Regions from separate parts of the Rattus norvegicus genome. Here region 1 is linked to region 2. A link is a contact called in public Hi-C data. All regions are on one chromosome and are shown on one strand. The core of a region is the stretch at or near the end of the contact, and the rest is flanking DNA. Distances in the headings are between cores, read along the strand shown.

Region 1 (5,652 bases), core at 1,507-4,006, 530 kb after region 2:
TATCCAATGGGGACAGGCTGTCATTAATTGATAGAGGTGGGTTCCTATCAACATTGGGTAATTTTGAGTCTATTCCTAGTATTTTGAATTAAAAAAAAAAACACAAGTTCCCTGCACCCCCCCCCCCAGGAAGATCATTCAAGAGCATGAATACTTGGAAGCTGTTGGAAACCAAATTCTAATACAAGGAATGAAAACTTCAAAACAACAGTTAACTGTGAGAAACAAAACTTCTCCCGTCCCAAAGATCACGTAGTGAAATATCTCTGTCAAATTGGCACCCTTACGGCCCTGTACTCTCCACATAAGTTGGCATGGCACAGCAGTCTGCTTGGCAGAATGCCGAGATTTTCCTATGTTAAAGGAAGATAAGGGCTAGAGAAATAATTGAGTGGTTCAGATCTTTCAGAAGGACCAAGATTGGATTCCTGCTTGGTGGCTCACAGTTGTCTGTAACTCTAGTTCCAGGGATTCTATCACCTTCTTGTGGCCTCCTTGGGGACTAGACACACACTTGATGCCCAGACATACAGGAAGGCAAGATACTCACACTCATGAAAGAGGGGCTGGGAGACAAGTCACCCAGTAAGCTGCTAAAAAAACAGTTGACTCGCCATTGTCTAATGTATAAGACACTATCTGCATGCATTTGGGCTTGCCTACCTTTTACAAAAATGTTAGAGCATGGCAAATCAGAGTAATGCTCAATAGACATGAGTCACCATTGTCCTGCCTTGAGGGTAATGGACCACATGACGTAGACAAGGTGAAGAAATACTGCATCCTTTTTCCTCCTGAGTGTTCCAGTTTCTCAAGGGGATGACACTAGACCTTGAATGCCATGAGACATTTGTATCTTTCCCATAAGCCACTCCCATTATTTTCTTCTTTATGAGAACATTCTTTTAGAGGACAACTTTGACCTTTGCAACCAGATGATTATCGTTATAATACACAGACAGATGTTAGTATCAGTAATCAGAAATCTGGTATTAAAGACTCAAATGCACCTTATTTTTATAAAAAGTCTACCTCTCTTGTCAATGTAATAAGATCAGCCTAGATTACTACAGTTTCAGCAAATTTCAATATTATTAATATGCTTTTAAAGGTCAAGTAGAAGAAAATATGACGTCAGTGATGCCACAGTGTAAACTACATGAATCCAGCAGCCCATTTCAAATTTATCTTGTAATTGACTTACCACTTATCCATGCTAACTGATTAATTCCCATTTACATCAAGAACAATACATGGTGGCATAAATCCATCTACGCCAAATGTTTATCCAAGAATATGCAGCATAAACAGAATTAGAGTCTTTGAGTTGAACTGTGCTTAATACACGTTGTGAATATACAAACCAGCCAAGATGTCTGTAAGTCACTGGGCATAGCCTGGAATGTTAACCAGCTTCACTTTCCCTACGTCTAGCAGAGTGTTCTTTGTTCAGGATCACAGAGTTGGAATTAAACCATATATATCATTATTTAAAGGTTCGGTTTTGCTTGAAAATAGACGTTGCTAAGTATATATTGAGTATCTTTTAGTCTATCTTAATTATTATTTATCAGTTGTCATAACTTATTAAAATAACCACACCCATGAAATTGTCACAGCCTACTATTAAAAATATTTAAAATTATGCATAATTTAATGGTGACAACTTCTTCCAGCTGCATTTGAGGGTAGTTATTCCCAAGCTGGTTTTAATAGATCTTTTTATAAAGTCTCTCCCACATCGTAGTTCTCTACAGATTAATGTGAGTCCAAGAGCGTTGGACTCACGTAGCAAGAGCGTTTAATCTTAATGTATCTATTTATGGCGTGCATATAACCCAAGAAGCACAGTGTAAAGAATCCCTGTGAAGAGAGGCTAGAGTTATGCTAAGATCCTCTCTAGCTGAGAGCTTGGGAAAAACCTGCTAAGAAACTTAAGACGGAACTGGATCCTCCTTCTGTAAGATAGCTGTCAAAAGGAAGAGGAAGGGAGGGAGTGGGAAGCTTTCCAAAAGCCACAGTAAGTTTCAGGGACTGGTGAATCCTTTCATGCTTCTCACTCTAGGAACAGAGAAACCCAGGAACCTGAGAGCAGAGCAGCTAGTGGGGACTTCACCCAAAAGAGCCGACACCGGCTGCTCGCCTCCTCTGCTCTTCGCCGAGTCAGAGTGGAAGATTTAGGAGGACGCACACAAACTTTCGGTTGGAAGGCGAGCCTTGGGGACGTTGTCGGGTGGTGCGGCGCGGAGCGCGCGGGGAGCGGGCAGCCTTACCTGCACACCCTCCGGCCGCGACCTGCCTGCAGGTCTCGTGCAGCAAGCTGACGTTGGAGGCCGACATCTTCGTGACCAGGGGACAGAGTAGCCAAGATGCTGGAGCGAGCTCCTCTGAAGGCCGCCGCTCGCTGAAGGCCGCCGCCGATGGAGACCGGGTCCCGTCGGTTCTGGGGCTGAAGTCTTCCCTGTGTGGCTGCGGTCCAGCTAAAGACGGCGGTTCTGGCACCGGCTCGCGGCGAGGTCGGCGGAGGGGGTCCGAATTTGCCCGGCGCTGCCTGAGGCTGCCCTTTCCACAGGGGCGCTGGAGGGGAACACTGACAACTGGGGGCTGGGTAGACTTGGCCTAGCTCAGTGGGTCAGACTTGAGCTTCTAGATACAGGCTTATGAATTTGCCTATCGAGACCTCCTGCGGAGTTTGTTTAGCTAGCTGCTTATCTAAGGGCTGCCTTAGACAAGGACGTCAGAGAAGCAGCCTCGGGCGACCCTTGCTCTCCTGGCATTTCAACATACAGTACTGTTCCAAAGAAGGGATAGTGCGTAAATTCCTCCAAGTTAGTCATCCAGAAATTGAAGGCCACGGCAACTAGATCAGAGCAGATCTGTCTTTTAAAAAGTGCCAATATGGTAACTTTGCCAGGGAAGTAGTTTTGGACATTTATTTCATGCACAATAAACTGAGTTTTACTTACTGCAACCATAAAGGTCTTGTTATTCAAGTACCCTGTGCCCACTTCACAGGGTCACCAAGCTGTTCACAAGAAGCACAGTATGATGACTTGTCAGAGAGCCTAGTCTTTCAGGGTTAGGGCCTAGAAACCTGTGTTTTAGTAGTTCCCTGTTAGGAACATTGAGGCAGATGTGAAAGTGAAGCATCAATAACCTACTTATTTCTTTGTACAAAATGTGGAATTACTCATACTAGTGCTTTAGAACCACGGACAAGACAAAACTACGGTTAGTGCCTGTTGGTAAAACTGCAGTATAAGAGAAACACTAGAGTCAGATAGTTTAGAACGCTCACCACGCCCCTGACAGGCAGGACATGATAAGAGGGAGTACTGGGGACTGGAAACCCTGTTGTCATTTCTAAAGCTTAGTGTTTAATACATGTATTCTGAGCATATAAACTGCCATTGCTCACTGTCAGAAACATGGATAGGTGCAATTTAAAATAACTCAGTGTCAGATCAAATAGACAAAATTAATATTTATATCTTATTTTCATTCTCTGAGCCATTAAGTGTTGGTGACAGGCTGTGGAGGTGGCTCCGTCAGTAAAGTGCTTTGTCATGCAAGCCTGAGGACCTAAATCCAGCTTTCCCAAACATGGAAGGCAGCGTTAGTCTGTAACCCTGGCAGGAGAACATGGAAGGCAGTATTAGTCTGTAACCCTGGCAGGAGAACATGGAAGACAGTATTAGTCTGTAACCCTGGCAGGAGAACATGGAAGGCAGTATTAGTCTGTAACCCTGGCAGCAAGGAGGCAAAGACAGGCAGATCCCTGGAGCTGTCTGGTCATGGGGAATTGAATTCCAGGTTCCGTTGCAGGCCCAGTCTCAAAAGGTAAAATGGAGAACAATTGAAGATTCCCAACAGTAACTTCTAGGCACCACACACTTCTGTTGCAGGTGAGTATCTGCTCACATGCACAACACATGTATACATACATGTACACATACATATGCACACACAACACATACACACATACACCCTGTGTGTGTACACATACACGCACACACATAAACCACGTGTACACACATATGTATACACATACATCTGCAACCACATGTACACACTGTTGGGTGCCTGTGCCACCTGACTAAGAAAACCTAACACCCACACACGAAGAATTGGGTAAATGTACTGCTTATGTGATCAGATACACAAAAATAGTTTCTCATTTTTAAAATTGCCCCATTTGAAAATGTTCATCAATACCAAATGGCCAGCCTTGAAAACATACATACAAGTCATATACTTATCGAGGTTATATTTAGTAATGTATATTTTACACATAAACATGCTTAGAACAACAATTAATGAAAAAAGTATGAATTTAAAAGAGAGCAAGAAAAAGTCCAAGGGAGAGCTTGGAGGGAGTGAAAGGGAAATGTTATATTAAATTCTCAAACCAGAGCTTCCAGGGACTAAGCCACTACCTAAAGACTATACATGGACTGACCCTGGACTCTGACCTCATAGGTAGCAGTGAATATCCTAGTAAGAGCACCAGTAGAAGGGGAAGCCCTGGGTCCTGCTAAGACTGAACCCCCAGTGAACGTGATTGTTGGGGGGAGGGCGGCAATGGGGGGAGAATGGGGAGGGGAACACTCATAAAGAAGGGAGGGGGAGGGGTTAGGGGGATGTTGGCCCGGAAACCAGGAAAGGGAATAACACTTGAAATGTAAATAAGAAATACTCAAGTTAATAAAAAAAGTATTAAATTCTCAAGTAAATAAGAAATACCCAATTTAATAAAGATGAAAAAATTCTCAAAAATAAAAAATTCTAATAGCAAAAGTGAAATTGGTTACCAAACAAACAAAAAACAAACAAACAAACAAAAAAACCAAAAAATCCTGCTGCTCTATCACTAAGCAAATTAAAGGTATGGAGAACTATATTTTACTAGTTAAATATGGGATCTTAAATACAATATAAATCATTTATTCAACAAATATTGAGGATCTGTTGCATTTTAGACATAATCCCAAAATTTCAGAGCTTACAAAAACATTTCATGCTCTTGCTCCTCTCTTGCTCTTGTCTTCCTGCTCCTGCTCTGTCCTCGCGCCCTCCCCCTCCCCTCCCCAGGCTCAAGGCTGGCCTCTATTTCTCTACTTCTCTCCTCTCTCCCCTCCCCCCCTCCCCTCTCCCCCCTCTCTATCTGCCTTTCTCTGCTTCTTCTACCCCCTTGACTCCCCTCCCCATACCCTGAATAAACTCTATTCTACACTAAAAAAAAAAAAAACATTTCATTATCAAAAGTAGAAATTGAATTTTTCAAGATGATAACAGGAATAATCATTTATGTGAGTTTTTATTACAGGATTCCTTTTGATAACAATGGGATTGTAGTTTCAAATGGTAACCCCAAGCCAAACACATTTGTATGTAAAATAGACTTTTTTAAAAAAAGTAACCACAGAACCTTTTTGCATTTATTGGGTGTCCATGTGTGTGGATGCATGCATGCAACAGCATATGCAGGTCAAGACACAACTTGTGGAAGAGGGTTCTCTCCTCTCACCGTGTGAGTCCCAGCAAACCAATTCAGAAAACTGATCGGAAGGCTGCAGTGGTTTCCTTTATCCATCTCACAGGTCCCAAAACACAGAATTAATAAAGTCACAGCTAGAATATCCCAAGGTGCCA
Region 2 (5,788 bases), core at 3,094-5,593:
GCCCAAAGAGGCGAGAAAAAGGAGTGGGGTTTCCTGGCACTGGAGTTCCAGATGGCCGTCAGCTGCTGTGTGGGCTCTGGGAATTGAACCTGGATCCTCTGCAGGAGCGGTCAGTGCTCTTAACTACTGACTCATCTCTCTAGCCTTCAACATTGTTATCTTAGTGTTACTGTGTATTTTCTGTCCCATTCACCTCTGAACATCCTCAGAGCAATGGTTTGCCCTCTTTCTATCTCTCGTACTAAGCCCACAGCCTAAGGCACAGACTATGCTTAAAAGAAAAAAAATAATTCAAAGGATAAATGAATGAGATGTTCAATTTATTATGTCACTCAGACTGAATTATGCCTCAGAGTTCCTTTACAAAGATTTCAAAATTCTACAATGCCTGAGTAAATTACACCAACTCTGCTCCCTTCTACTTGGGGTAAATCTCCCTTTGCTTCATTCATCTCCATCTGCAGACTACTGAAGATCACTCAGCTTGGTAAAAGAAAGGCTATATCAGCAAATGGGCTCTGTTAGACTGCATAGGCGCAAACACGTTGTAAGGATTTCCTCCTCCTAGCAGTCTTATCAAAAGAGGAAATTAAATTTATTGGCCTTGCAAGAGCTTGTGGTTTGTGGCTTCCACCGAAACAGGAAGCAAGGTCTCTGAAAGAGTGGCAGCGAAAGGTTAAAGGAGCCAGATCCACCACAGCCTTCAGCTCTGAGGGAGGCTCTGAGGGAGAGCTGAAACCTGTGACTCAGGGCTTTCCCTCATGACTGTCTTTGCTCCTCAAGTTTTTTTTGTTGTTGTTGTTTGTTTGTTTTTGTTTTTTAACCATGTAGATGAGGACATTGTTCTCCGAGAAGGATGAGAAGTGGAGATGTAAACACAGAGTTGGAATTAGCCAGTCATGAGCACAGACAGAATGGGCTCTACTTAACACTGTTACGTGTGTGTGTGTGTGTGTGTGTGTGTGTGTGTGTGTGTGTGTGTTGCCCTGGAGGCCAGACAAGAACATTGGCTCCCCCAGAAGTGGAGTTATGGATGGTTGTGAGCCACTAGTCAGGTGCTGAGAATCAAACCTGGGTCCTCTGCAAGATCAAGTGTTCTTAACCACTACACTGCAAATAAAAAAGAAAAGAAAAATAAAGGAGAGGAACATGACTGGTCCTGGTGTGCTGGAGGAGAAGGCTTATTATAGATATGTGCTGGAGCATAGGCAGAGGCAAGGACATCTGGCAGAGTCTGGAGTGAACATGACCCTGAGTCATGTGAGAAGATTGGGAGGGGAAAGGAAAGAACAGTGAACCAGGTGCCACGGCCAGGAAGCCGAAAGGTATTAAAATGGTTGGATTACATAGGGAAGTGCAACCCGGTCCCCCTGGGCTGGAGAGTTCAAGATGAGGTGGGGTTTACCAGCCAGAAGGGCCCTGTCTGAAGAGGAAGGGTCTAATGGATGCAGGGAGAACCTCATAGCAAGGTCTGATCTGACATAAGTAGGCACCTCAGTCATTTCTCCCAGGTTTGAAACCTAACATGGCATGTGTAGAAGTCAGAGGACAAATTGTGGAGTTTGCTTCTCTCCTTCAACTATGTAGGTCCTGGGCATTGAACTCAGGCCATTGGGTTTAATGGCCTGACAGGCCGTCTTGCCTGTCCCATGGAGGCAATTCTGTGTTAACCAAGTGGTCCAGCTTGTCTGTGAAAGTGCTTCCTCTCCTTTGTCACTGTGTTCTCCAGGTCCTGATACAGTGCCAGACATACTTTAGGGTCCTGATACAAGTACTATGAATATGAGTGTGTCTTTTTGAACTAATGAAAATGGGTATTTGGACATTTTGGGCAGAGTTTTAAACAGACAGTCAGCACCTCTCACTTTAACAAATACCCGAGAGAGTGGGCTTATAAAGGTTTATGTTTGCTCACAGTTCTCCATGGTCAATCGGCAGCAGATCATGGTGAGGACATCACAGTGGAGTATGGCTGGTCACTTGATGTCTGGAAAGTAAAAGATGGTGATGGAGAAGAGACCAAGGTCTCAAAATTCCCTTCAAGAGCTTCTCTTCTAAGACCTAAAACTTCCCAAAGCCCCACCTCTCGGATTTCCTACTGTTTCTCACTACTGCACGAAGCTCTAAATCTCCAACACATGGGCCTTTGTGAGTCATTTAAGATTCAAACTCTAGGGGCTAACAAGGTCTTCTCAGGTCAGGATAGGATGAACGAATGATTTTAACATGAATATAACCAACAGAGGGGCTGGTTTTGTATCCCACCTGGAGAGTCTAACTTCTCAGCCACTTGTGCTGATTTGTTAAAAGATCTATTTCATTTATTGTCGCGCGCCCAATGTCCCGCCAGCAGGAAACGCACGCGCGGACACACGAATCCTTCTGCAGCAAAACGTTTTTATTGTATCTTAAAGAGAGGGCCCGGGCGCCAGCATGGCGCGGCTTATATACACCCTAGCGCTGCACATCCACACCTGATTGGTCGCTTACCCATGATCTCATAGGCACGCCCCGGAGTGGGCAAAGACCTGGCACGAAGACACTCTTGCACATGTGTACACAGTTAACTTCCTGAAAGGAAGTCGGCTGGCGCGGCGGAGGCCAGCGCCATCTTGTAATGGCAAAAAGCTATCCCGGCTTTCCACGTGGGGCGCAGTGGAAGTCAGCACCATCTTGTGGTGGCAAATGTTATTGCGGCTCTCCACAATTTATGTATGTATGTATGTATGTATGTATGTATGTATGTATGTATGTATGTATTTACTTAATGTATGAGTGAGTTAACCAGGCAGGACCCTCAATAGATGGTTGAGAACACCAACCCACACACAAAACCTTCCACCCCAAATTTGTCCCACCTACTAGACAGATGGAGCAGAGACTGAGGGGCCAACCAATGACAGGCCCAACTTGAGACCCATCCCATGGGCAAGCACCAATCCCTGAAACTATTAATGATCCTCTGTTGTGCTTGCAGACAGGAGCCTAACAACTGTCCTCTGAGGTTCTCCACCAAGCAGTTGACAGAAACAGATACAGAGACCTGCAGTGAAACATTAGACAGAGTTCAGGAAGTCTTGTGGAAGAGTTGGGGGAAGGGTTGAGGGATCTGGAGGGGACAGGGACTCCACAAGAAGACCAATAGAGTCAACTGACCTGGACCCTTGAAGGCTCTCAGAGACTGAACCACCAACCAAAGAGCACACGTGGGCTGGACCTGGGCCTCCCTGCACATATGTAGCAGTATAAAGCTTGGTCTTCATGTGGGTCCCCAACTGTGGGGAGTAGGGGCTGTCCCTGATACTGTTGCCTGTCTGTAGATCCTATTCTCCTAACTGGGCTGCTTTCTCTGGCCTCACTGCCTAGTCCTGCAGAAACTTGATGTCTCAGGGCGCATTGGTACCCAGGGGCCCCTCCCCCTTCTTAGAGAAGGAGAGAGGGGAGAATGGGGAGATGAGGGGGAGTTGAAAGTAATTAATGGAGGGAAAATGTGTTTATTTTATGAGTGCTCTATCTGCATATACACCTTAACACCAGAGAGGGCATCAGATGCCATTAATAGACAGTTCTGAACCACCACATGGTTGCTGGAAATTGAACTCAGGACCTCTAGAAAGAGCAGCCAGCACTCTTAACATTGAGCTATCTCTCCAGCCCTCTGATAATTTTAATAATGGCACTTAGGAAGAAATCAAATCCATTTTTCCAGAACAGTAAACCTTAACAGAAGCTCAACTCCAGAGAAAACAACTCTGGGCATTGGGTATCTGTGAGCAGAGATGGGCTACAATTGGTAGCAGGTACATAATTTTGAAAACCTTTCTGTATTTCTGAGGAAGCTACAGATTTTGTTCGCGTCTGCCTCCCTCCCGTCACACACTCAATTTATTGTTTAGGACATGTTTAAGAAACATTAAACCGTTTTCAAACAGAGAAACCTTTCTCTCAAGCGGTGGAGAGCTAGGTTCCTCTCTGAGGAGGAAGTGAAGAGGTCGCAGTCCCTTGACCTAACCCCTGGAACTGTCTTAGGAGGGGCATGAGCAATCTCCTTTTGTGAAGCCTGGAGGGAGAGAAGAGGATCCTAGATTTCCAGAATTTTTTTTTCTTCTGCCCTTCCTCCCAGTGTACATTAGAACCTGGGAGGTTTGTGGGTATTGGCAGTTCATCACGGGTATGGGAGCTTCCTTTCATCCCCAATCTTTGGTTTGATTTAGTCTGTTTACACTAGGCCATTCTTCTCAGCGACTCTAAGGCTACCTGGAAGCCGCGGTGGAACAGGTTTCCTCGGGAGGTGGCGCCACAGCCCACTCCCTCTGCCAACCGCCCGCAGCTCAACGCTGGTGTGGGCCTGGCCGAGATTCCAGCCACGCAGCATCGCTTGCCTTGTAGAGTTTGACCTGTGGCCGGAGCGGTCTCAGAATCTAGCGATCCCGCATCGCTCGGGTGCTCTCCCAGTCCGCACCTGCGCGTCCTCTTCCAGATGCTTCAGCCGTGGGTGTCCCAGGCGCCTGCTGTTGGGCTGCGGCTTGCGGCTGCTCGCGGTACTGCGACCCGAGTGTGCCGTAGGAACTGAGTTGGTGACCTGAGGGGTGATTGCGAACCCGTGGCCACAGCCTGCCCTGGGAGCCACCAAACTTAAGGACTGTCAGAATGGGAGTTAGGGCCTTGGAGATCTGCGTGGTACACGGCGAGGAGCACCCGGCAGAGAGGGGTTCCAGTTCTCCACATGTTGCAGATGGGTCCTGGGCCAGGGTCCCAAGTCAGAGGATTCAGACTCACAGAAGGGAACTCACAATAAGCGCTGATTCAGAGTTCGTGGCTTTGGAAGGAGCAGATTCAGAGTGCAAAGGAACGTCCAGCAGTCCGGGAGGGGGCGGTATTCACCAAGCTCTTCTGAAGAGCTAAGGGAAAGTGGGGGTGGCTAAGGATAGTGTTTGAATGGAAAGTAAAAAATCTGAAGCAGACTTCCTTCTTACACCCCGAGGCTGGCCTGCTGCAAGGGGTTCTTATATTCAAACCCTAAGATGACACAAGTGTACTCCCCCCTGTCTCCAGCTCCCTCTTCCCTCCTTTTACCACTCTGAACACACACACACACACACACACACACACACACACGCACGCACGCACGCACGCACGCACGCACGCACGCACGCACGGGTTGCAACACTTAATTGACAGAGTAGGCGGCGAGTAGATAACTAAAGTTGCTATCAGATCCATCTCAGATTCTTCCTTTCCACAGCGATGTGACTATAGAAAAGAAGCATGAACAGGATTCTGACTGGAACCTGAGTCTGACGGCTTGCTCTGCGGAGTCCCTGTGGTCTTTGGACCCTGGAAAGTCTTCCTTTTAGAATGTGTTAGAAAACAATGTGAAGAAAACAGAGCCCAAGTCAACATTGAACAGCTCCTAACCAACCAACGCCCCCTCCCTGCAACTCCCCCCTCCACCTCCTTCAGCTAAATTCAAACAAGAAAGCATTGTAAGGCCTCCAAAGTTTTTTGCTTTTTGTTTTTTTATGATTCTTTGATGTCCTTAAGAGCCTCAAATACTGTAGTTCACCTTTGAGACCATTATCATACTTAAGCACACAATTATTTAATGACAGCCCTTATGTATATGGCATACCATTCAAGCACATGCTTCTGTAACAAACTATCAACTTTCCCTGAAGACTGTCATTTATATTATTAAAATGGTCCTGTTTTAAGAGTAGGCTTGATGGCCTGTAATCCAAGTACAGGGAGGCAGTGCAGAGGGTGGCGAAGTGTGGATCCAGGGGCT

Evidence for each region. A called contact is a pair of places that touch in the nucleus more often than the background predicts.
Region 1: a contact with region 2 is called in a Hi-C map of liver, with 5 times the contacts expected there. The contact joins the promoter of Slc25a21 here to the enhancer-like site in region 2. A contact is called at or near these places in 9 of 12 Hi-C or Micro-C datasets (the A7r5 cell line, the Rat2 cell line, Schwann cells and 5 more).

What each region holds. Positions count from the first base shown.
Region 1 is chr6:80,434,964-80,440,615 of GRCr8, forward strand. It overlaps Slc25a21 (solute carrier family 25 member 21), which reads right to left and starts at 2,757. Exons shown (of 10, transcript NM_133614.3): 1 at 2,274-2,757. The coding sequence starts at 2,340.
Region 2 is chr6:79,902,163-79,907,950 of GRCr8, forward strand. No RefSeq gene overlaps it. Among named protein-coding and RNA genes, the nearest start is that of Pax9, 17 kb to the right of the region's middle. Within about 2 kb of position 4,344, at least 8 of the 93 cell types and tissues checked have an H3K27ac peak or open chromatin away from gene starts, as enhancers often do. A contact at or near this core is called in hepatocytes and liver, where this site is marked.